Regions from separate parts of the Danio rerio genome. Here region 2 is linked to region 1. Evidence: chromatin contacts called from public Micro-C data. All regions are on one chromosome and are shown on one strand. Each heading gives the region's core, a stretch centred on a gene start, on an enhancer-like site or on the middle of the called end of the contact. The rest is flanking DNA. Distances are from core to core; before and after follow the strand shown.

What was found. A called contact is a pair of places that touch in the nucleus more often than the background predicts.
Region 2: a Micro-C map of caudal fin shows a contact between it and region 1, with 7 times the contacts expected there. The contact joins the promoter of exosc5 here to the promoter of hnrnpul1 in region 1. A contact is called at or near these places in 2 of 18 Hi-C or Micro-C datasets (caudal fin and an unstated tissue) and 1 of 4 datasets of contacts at active chromatin or transcription factors (caudal fin).

Annotation. Positions count from the first base shown.
Region 1 is chr18:38,754,965-38,759,616 of GRCz12tu, forward strand. hnrnpul1 (heterogeneous nuclear ribonucleoprotein U-like 1) reads right to left here and starts at 2,961. Exons shown (of 16, transcript NM_213271.1): 1 at 2,897-2,961. opa3 (outer mitochondrial membrane lipid metabolism regulator OPA3) reads right to left here. Exons shown (of 2, transcript NM_001080166.1): 2 at 4,040-4,652.
Region 2 is chr18:38,985,348-38,990,531 of GRCz12tu, forward strand. exosc5 (exosome component 5) reads right to left here and starts at 1,293. Exons shown (of 6, transcript NM_001045352.2): 1 at 1,160-1,293; 2 at 907-1,020. The coding sequence starts at 1,289. bckdha (branched chain keto acid dehydrogenase E1 subunit alpha) reads left to right here and starts at 1,594. Exons shown (of 8, transcript NM_001024419.1): 1 at 1,594-1,713. The coding sequence starts at 1,600.

The sequences.
Region 1 (4,652 bases), core at 1,711-4,210:
TTGTCGTTTTTAATCCTTTTCCCCACATTCAGGTGCTGCTTGTCAATTTCACAAGGCTTCTATGTTCGTTATTGCTGTCAACTGTGGAGGAAATGATGGATAAAAGGTTCCTGATAAACTGCTGTGACAGCTGCAGGCGCTGTGTGATGCGCATGCACACGAGGGGGAGTCGGATTTGTTCAGGGAGTCAAGATTTCGATACAACACCGGCACTGCATGTTCCTCTATGTCACATGTAGTGATGGATCATTCCTAAACGTATAGTTCATTTTTAACAAATCTTTTGTATGACTCAGTGAGTGAATCATTAATTTGCTAATGTTTTCCTTTTTTTGTGCAAGTGGAGCTCGCGACGCGTGCAACCTTGGAGTGTCTGTTTCGCGCAGAATGTGCACATGTGGCCTCAAATTATACCGATATGAAAGATATTGGATAATCCTGCATCGCGTCGGGGAATCATATCGATAAATGCCCAGAATTCCATATACCGCCCAGCCCTAGTTCAGGTTAAAATTGGTAAGATTGAATAAAGGATGATTTATAGGTCTACTATCCTTTTTATGCTAACAATACAACAAGACATATATTTCTTTTCTTATTTGTTGATTTAATTTCTTGACTATCACTTCTAAATGGACCTATTACCAATGAACCACTGTTCGATTTATTTGTATTGTGTGCATTAGTATTATAAATATTTGTTATTTGTTTTTGTTTATATTTTGACAACTCGCAAATTAGTAAAACCAACATCACATAGAATCTAGACAAAACCTTGAATAGTGATTTTTTTTCTTCCTACACTATTAGCAGAGTGCAGAAGATGTGGATTAAAGGTAATAAGTCAAAAAATATTTGAATTCTTGCACAGATTGACGGTTTCATCATGTCATTTGCTCTGACTGGTTATTCAGCAATGACTCTGAGTGTGAGTGTGTCAGAGTGAAGTAGCAAGTAAACAATTCAAGTAAAAAAGCAACACAAAGATGCTGGCTGTAATTTTGTTTAATTTTTTTTTTTAAACAATAGTCCTAACAGGCTAAATGTTAAAACAACATCAGGGTTGCCAAGTTGCCTATTTTCCAGCAAATTGAGCTGCTTTTATTTACTTCACTTGCCACAACTTTGTTTAATTCTGTAAGTTAAAGGTTGACATATTGCATCAATTAAATTTATATAAAAAAATAATAGATATATATGGAAATATAAAAAAAACCTTCAAATATTTCAATCCCATAAATTTACATTTAACCAATGATAAAAAACGTACAAGGATGATGGTACTGAGAAAACACTTTTGTGAGGCACGGGGAAACTGGAGAGATAGTGGACCTGAAATGGGTATTCACAAAATCATCATTATTATTTTATATGTGGTAACGCTGTTCGTTCATGCAAAAATAAAAAAATAAATAAATAAAAAAATGAAAAATAAAAAAAATTAAACGCAGTATCAGGCGAGAATGATTAAAACCAAAACAATAAAACGTTTCATTAAACAAATAAAAAAATATATAATTTTTTTCTTTATTAAATTCATCTATCCTTATAGATTGTTTATTATATTTTATGCACTCCTATGCAGAAATATCACAATCAATCTAAAATTATACATTCTTTCGAAATAGTTATTCAACTCATCTAAGTGAAATTGCATTCATATTGCAATATATAATCACAGAATAAAAAATATTGCAATATGATATTTTCCAATATCGTTCAACCTATATATATAAATATATATATATACACACACACACACGCACACACACACACACACACACCTACATATAGCAGCCTACATGAATACATATTTTATAAATGGGCAGTGTGGCAAATTTTGAATTTTGATTTCATCGGGCTAGTTTTATTTTGCATTTTGTAAAAACCGTTTTGATTTGATTTGCCTGTATAACGTTATATATATACTGAACTGAACTTAAACACTAAAACCTGAACCACACTGTTCCAGTTACTGAACCACACTGTTCCAGTTACTATGACCATTTATGTGACGCTGCTTTGACACAATCTACATTGTAAAAGCGCTATACAAATAAAGCTGAATTGAATTGAATATATATATATATATATATATATATATATATATATATATATATATATATATATATATATATATATATATATATATATATATATATATATTGAATTCGAAAAAATCTCCAAGGACAAAGGTTTTAGCTTAAAGCTTCTGTATAATGTTCAACTGAAAAAAAAAAAAAAAATCACCAACACTGAATGGCCAGAGAGTGAGTACATTAACAGCAGTTTTTCATTTATGAAACAATCCCTATAAGAACATTAGCTAGGTTTTAGCTACAGTGACTACAATAGCTAACCAGCTAAACAGCCTGACCCAACGTGGTCTTTCAGTTTGCACTAGCTCAGACTGTTAACTGGAAACAGTTTCATGTTTCTAGTGGGAGCTGGTTTGTTTATAGTTCCCCAGTCTATTATCTTCAACCAGCTAATTGCTAACTTGAATCATGTTAGACCACGTAACGTTACAAAAGAAACGTGATAATAACGCACAGGAAGAAACCAGCTATGATTTTTTTAAAACAGGCACGAGTTCAGCAGGGTGGGTCATTCACACAGCTAACTGGCTAACGTTAAATCTCCTGCACATACATGTTGTTTAAATTACTTATCACATGCATTAGAGTTAAATAATCTCATCTAATGCAATTTAGCAAAGACATACATTCAAATTATGATCGGAATTAATGCGAAATGGCATGCATTCGTCTGATTTCTCAATCTAGGGAACACGTTATTTTAGCTAACTGGGTAAACGTAACGGAACATGCATTAATATTATTATTGTAACCTAATGCAAACTCTAAAATGGTAGTAAAATGTGCAATGGACCTACCAGAGAAAAGGCTATTGTTCAATTGAAGGAGCCTATTTGTGTAATGTAAACAAACACAGAATTACAACCTCGCGGGCTTCTAGTCGGGGCAGCAGGAGACACACTGAATATTGTTCATAGTGTTTGAGTGCTGCCTCCTACTGGATGGACCTTCGACACTCTCAACAGTCTTTGCCCTCAACGCAGGCCTATGGTTTACAGTTGAATTTAAGTCTATTTCTGTATTATTTAATCGTAGGATTTAAATGAGGAGGTTTTTTTAGCCAACGTAATTAGAAAATAATTATATGAAAATTCATTCATTTGTTCATTTTGCTTCGGCTAGTCCCTTTATTCATCAGGGGACACCACAGCAGAATGAACCACCAACTCATCCTGCATGTTTTACACAGAAGATGCCTTACCTGCTGCAACCCAGTACTGGGAAACATCCATACACTCTCACATTCACACACATACACTACGTACAATTTAAAATACATCCTTTTTAAATGTAAGGGTAAAAAAACTATAGCTTTTTTCAGTTTAAACACAGTATATTTCATTTTGAGAAACATTTTAAATATTGTGGAGCAGTAAACATATCAGGCTAAATGATTCAAATGAATCATTGACTTCTGCTGTCTTCAAAGACAAAGATTTCTTTACAATTTAAAACAGCATCTTTGGATCTTTTTCTGCTGGAGATACTGTTTTCCTATAAAACAGCGGTATACCTTGAACACAATCATCGTCACATGCCTATATCAGACCTTTTTAAGTTTAAATAAATGTGTTTCAAAAACTTTTTGTTGAAAAAATAATCACAACAACAAACTGTTTTCACAATTTTAATATAATCAAGAATATTTTACTTTTTATTTTACAATGATACATATACACCCATATACACGTGCCATATTAAACACAGCAGTCTTTTAATGCAATGGGGATTTTCTGATAGCACACACAGTGAGATAAGCTCTCTGTTTCTTATGCTGCGTGACACATCCATATTTATCATACGAATATTGTCATTCAAGTATTCACAAAGCGGATGTTCAGATCATCAATATGCCCAGCTTCAAAATCTTATTACATTTAAGCTCAAACTAAAGATCACTCTCTGTAAATTGTGGCAATTTATTTTGGAAAAAAAAAAAAAAAAAAATCACTGAAATGTTATAAAATAACATTCAAACTGAACAGTGCAGAACAATGAGTAGTCAAACATATGCAATGGTTTAACAATGTCATCAAAAAAGATTGATAACACGATCATTCAGCCAATCAGTAATGAGTAATGATAGTATGTCGTCCTAATGGCCAACGTTCATCATACACAACCGTATTACTTATTTTCTTTTTCTTTCTATTTTTATAACAGTGTGTGTGTAAGAAGACTTAAAGCTATAGTTCATCCAAAAATGAACTTATTTTACTTACCAATTACACATGAATCGATTGACTTAATTGTTTTACAAATTTAAGTTGGTTGAACTTTATTTTTTTAAAACAATTAAGTTATCCCAAAAATACTCCAGAATTGTGTTGATTCAGCTCCTTTTAACCTTTTAAATAAGTAGTTTGAACAAGCAGCTTTTTAAAATGTAATCGCCTTTAAGTGATTGTTGCTTACTTTGAACACGAATTAAGATTTTTTGAAGAATGTTGGAAACCTAAAAAGAAACAAAAAAATACTATGGAAGCCAGCGGTTACTGCCTTCAAAATGTCTTCCTTTGTGTTCAACAGCAGTACAACAAAGTAAAAAGTGAG
Region 2 (5,184 bases), core at 43-2,542, 230 kb after region 1:
GACTAAAGGAAGCTGACAATTTATGTGTAAAATCACTGGAATAAATGATTTTATATAAAATATAATTTATTATTTTATAGTGCAATAACATATCACAATTGTCCTATATGTCCTGTATTTTTGTTTAAATAAATGCAGCTTTGGTGAGCAGAACAAGCTTATTTTAAAACATTTAAAAATCCTACTGACCCCAAAATTTTGACCAGTAGTGTAAATGTACAGTTGAAGTCAGAACTATTAACCCCCATTTGATTGTTTTTAAAAATATTTCCCAAATGAAGTTTAACAGATTTCACAGTATGTCTGATAATATTTTTTCTTCTGGAGAAAGTCTTATTTGTTTTATTTCGGCAAGAATAAAAGCAGTTTTTAAATTATTTAAAACAATTTTAAGATCAAAATTATTAGTCTCTTTGTTTTTTTTTTTTTTTTTTTGTTTTTTTTTGTTTTTGATAATCTTCAGAAAAAACTATCGTTATACAATAACTTGCCTAATTATCCTAACCTGCCTAGTTAACCAAATTAACCTAGTTAAGCCTTTAAATGTCACTTTAAGCTGGATAAAAGTGTCTTGAAAAATATCTAGTCAAATATTATTTACTGTCATCATGGCAAAGATAAGATAAATCCATTTTTAGAAATGAGTTATTACAACTAATATGTTTAGAAATGTGTTGAAAAAATCTTTCAAATATGTTGATTTGTTGAAGATAAAGGTAATTTTTTATAAATTTGTAATATTGTCATAACATGACATATAACATTAAATTAATTAAAACTAAACTCCATTCCAATGACGCGATTAAATATATATATTTGCATGTACACGTTTTTATTAAAAAATATTAATAAATAATGCAATTACTGTCAAAATATGGCTGCAAATAAAACTGTTTAAAAACATACTTGGAAGCCCCATTTTGGGCTGTATAAGGACCTCTACAGTTGCCCGATCATATATTTCCTTGCTGACTTTAACCTCAGCTGGTCCATAAACTCCAGCCAGGATACTCGTGTCCCCTAAAAACACATTTACAAATTCAAAACGATACATATTTAAATGAATGGAATAGATCTCTGGATATTCTTTGGCCTGACAGATAAATAACTGCTATGACATGAGTAAAGAAATAAATTACATTAAACATTTATAAATTACCTTGTACAAACGTGGACGACCCGTCAGGTCTTGATAACAAACTCTGTTCACTTCCATATTCTCTTAAAACTGGACAACTTCGCTCCAGCTCCATCTCGGTCCTCATGCACAATCTGCTCGTCGCATCCATAAATGGGTCATTGTTTTGAGCGCACAATAATGACGACATGACACATGTTAGCAGTGCACTTACGCCCTCTAACGGAATTAAGGATGTAATGACACATGTATAGCGACTTTATAAGCACGTTTCTGCTTGTTCCTTTTAGTTATACACACTACCGTGACCCCAATCAAATTTAAAATGTACATAAAAGGATACATTTCTCAGACAAAACCGTAAAAATGAGGAGTAACATTTTTCCTGTAGGGGGCGCAGTGTGTTGGATTTCCAGAGACGAGGAGGGAAAAGACGCTAGAGACACGCACTTGACGTAAAGATGGCGGCTGCTAGAGCTGTGAAGAAATTATATGGCATTGGGCTTCATGCAATTCGTCAAAACACAGCATTAAAAGCAACAACGCTTCTCCAACAAAGGGGATTCCGCGTCAATGTAAGTCTTACGTTTATGGCAGCTGCATATACGCCACCAACGGACTTTTAACATTAGCAAAACTTGCCATTCAGGTTGTATGAAGTGTGTGTAGCCGTGGGAGACCGAAAACATTTCCTAGAATTGTATGAGACTAATATTAACAACATCTGTATAAAGACGTTTTATGCTAGTTTCAAACATAAAAGCTACTGAACTGTCTTAATAATGTAAATGCTAATGTATAAGTTAGGTGTTCCTCATCTGACCTACAAAAGAAATAGTGCTCAATGTCACATGGTCATGATTGTTTTAAATGCAATAACTAGTGGTCAGATGTCTGAAGATTGTTGTAGGTAACAGTTAATGGATCCTTCAACCTTCACATGTCTGTGGATTTATACTCAGAGCTGATTGGCTAGTTGAAGGGGGCGTGTGGATGAAAAAAACAACACTAATCCTGACTGTTATGGGTCATTAAAAAATCTTTACATTTTACAACTTATTTGCATTATTAAATTGTTTCATATTTAAAGTGGATCTTAATTATGAGCTAATGTCTTGTGCACATTTAAATTACAGGTGATAGTAAATTCTTCTCATGCGAATATGTGACTTTATCAATATGCAAACCACATACACACAAATTTAAAGAGAATTAACTTTTTATGCAGTGTACATCCCTAGCTTAGGGTAATTCACTTTATTCCCTGCCAGTTTTTGGGGAAGTTACTTTGACAGGGTATCCACAGAGTCTTAAAATGTTTTACATTTTCAAAATAAAATTTTAGTCCTTAAAAAGTTCTAAATTTGCTGAAATATTGAATTGTAGGTCTTAAATCATTACAAATAGGTTGTAATTTTCTAATATCCATGTAAAGCTTCCCAAATCAGGCCAACACCTGTATACAGTATACACTCACCAATAACACACCCCAATAAAACTTTTAACAAAACTCTATTTAACAATATGGTTCCTCATAATAACTTTTTTATGTTCTCCGGGGATTTGTAGACCATATGTGGCGGGGACACTGACCTTAAAAAGACTATTGTACATTTAGGTTAATAAAGTTTTTAAAGCTTGTCAAAGAAAAGTATGTATGGTTTGCTTGTTTTGACACATTTAAGTATTAAGTAATTAGATTTTTTTTTAATGAGGCAAGCACAAATCTTTACGGTTTAGTCCTGTACAAGTCTGAAATTTCATTCATAAGGGTCTTAAAAAGGTCTTAAAAAGTCTTAAATTTGACTTTGAGAAACCTGTAGAAACCTTGATAACCTACAAAGCTACCCATCAGGACAAGTAGCTAAGCTTCTGTATTGTTTTTTTTTTTTTTTTGTACAGTCAAGTTTCTTCTTATTATCCCTGTTTAATGGCAACTTTTTTGTTAATTTTACTTTTCATTTATTTTTTATTGAACATATAGTAAAGTACAACTTGGCATTATCAATACACCTTTATATTACAAAAAAGGAAACAGGTGCAAATAAAGAACAAATAATTTGTTATATAAAATATCTATAAGTAAATTATTAAACATAACTAAATCTTAAAAAATAAATAAAAAGGACCAGGGGTTTTCCTATAATTTATACATTTCTATTAAAAATAGAAGATTAATTGCACTTTTTGTTTTCATTATCTTGAGAGATTTTTTTATATGAAATAATCTCATTATAAAAAGCACAAAACATTGGTTTCACTTTTAAATATTTTGATTTATGTATGTAAAATTGTCCAAGCATAAGGATGTTGTTAATTAGAAAGGCATTTTCCTTACTGTCCATTGCAAGTCCATAAATGTTGTCATTCACATAAAAGATCCTGAGGTGTGGAATCTTTGGGTAAAGCCAGTCAAACATCTGACCATAAGCCATCCACAAACATACAGTAAAAATAAAACAAATGATCTGCTGTTTTAAAATCATGAAAAAACATACATTTATTAGACTCAAATCCAAATCTAATTCTTAAATATTCACTTGACGGATTATCCCACTTAAAATTTTAAAATGAACTTGAAGTGGAGAGGAAACTTTAGGTATTTAGTTCTAAGTATGTGAATGGTATCTTTAGATAATTTATGAGAAATTGAGTTTCTGTAAAACGCTAGTGGATATATAATGTTGTTAAATAGATTTCTAATCTTTTTTGTTTTTTACATTCACTTTCTTTAAAATCACAGCCTTCGATTAACACAGGAGGAACAGTTGGGGTTACAGGGGTAATTAGATTAATTAGACAGACAAAAGCCATAGAAATTAATAATAGATTCAAATTTTACTTGATTAAAAATTATATTATATTTACTACAAAAATGTTCATATGAAATAATACCTTTATTGCTATTAATTAATTGGGATACTACTACGGTCAAACTACACTTTCAGAAAAGTAGCTAGCTACAATACTTCCTATACCACTTCCTAAAAGTAGCTAGTCTACATTTTTCACAAAGGCGTATTTTACATAAAATTTAAAACATTAGTTATAAGTAAATAATATTGTACTTTAAACAGTGCAATAAGATTATAATGTCAAAGATTAATGTTTGATTGCACATAGTTTCCAAATTTCTCAGACTGTCAAGAGTCAAAGTACAAAACCGCAACAAATGTAGCATTGCAACAGCAAAGTAATTAGGTAAAATTAAAAAAAAAAAAAAATGAAGCACGGCTCCATTTAATTAAATTCCTTATCAAATGGAGCCGTGCTTCATTTTTTTTTTTTTTACTTTGGGTTAATTGCCAAGTGTAATTGTCGACTGCAATTCCAACTGTTACTGTTACTTGAAAAAAAAAAAAAGTAATTGACAAAAGACAGTAATACATTTATAAATAAATAAATGTAAAACTGTGATGTGTGAATTACCAATAATTGTTTTTTTTTCTATTGCACTTTTGTAGTATGCAAAAATCTAAATCCAATAAATCTCTTTGACATTTTTGGGGTTTCTCAGTAGTGGAAGTCATCATAGTTGGGAAAACTTAGAGCGCAGTTAGAATACCACAAATATCTTTTGAATAATCTTATTTGCTGAAATAATAAAATAAAAACTCCACAATGGTGTTATCAAGACTTTCAAAAAAAAAAAAAAACAGTGTGAGACTGAAAACGGTGGACAAAAGACAGAATAATGTCATATTTACTGTACCTTACTTTAGAAATGCCTCGCAAAAGCGGTTATTCATTTTTTGGGATTTGAAACAAAGATGATATAGTATATTCGGAAATATATATATAAATGTTTATACTTTTTTTTTTTTATATCTAAATCTTAAAAACTTTCAAGGTATTCCGATGTTGATGATCGTTAAACACATAATAAAAGGGTTTTAAAAAGGGTCCATGTAGCTTTTGTCAAACTACTTGCTACAAGCTTCTTGCTGGAAAAAAAGAAGCTAGGTACTGTCACGCTACTGAAAAATGTATGTGACTCCCCAAAGATACTTCCAAAAACTGATGCTAGATGAGAATGTCAACTGACA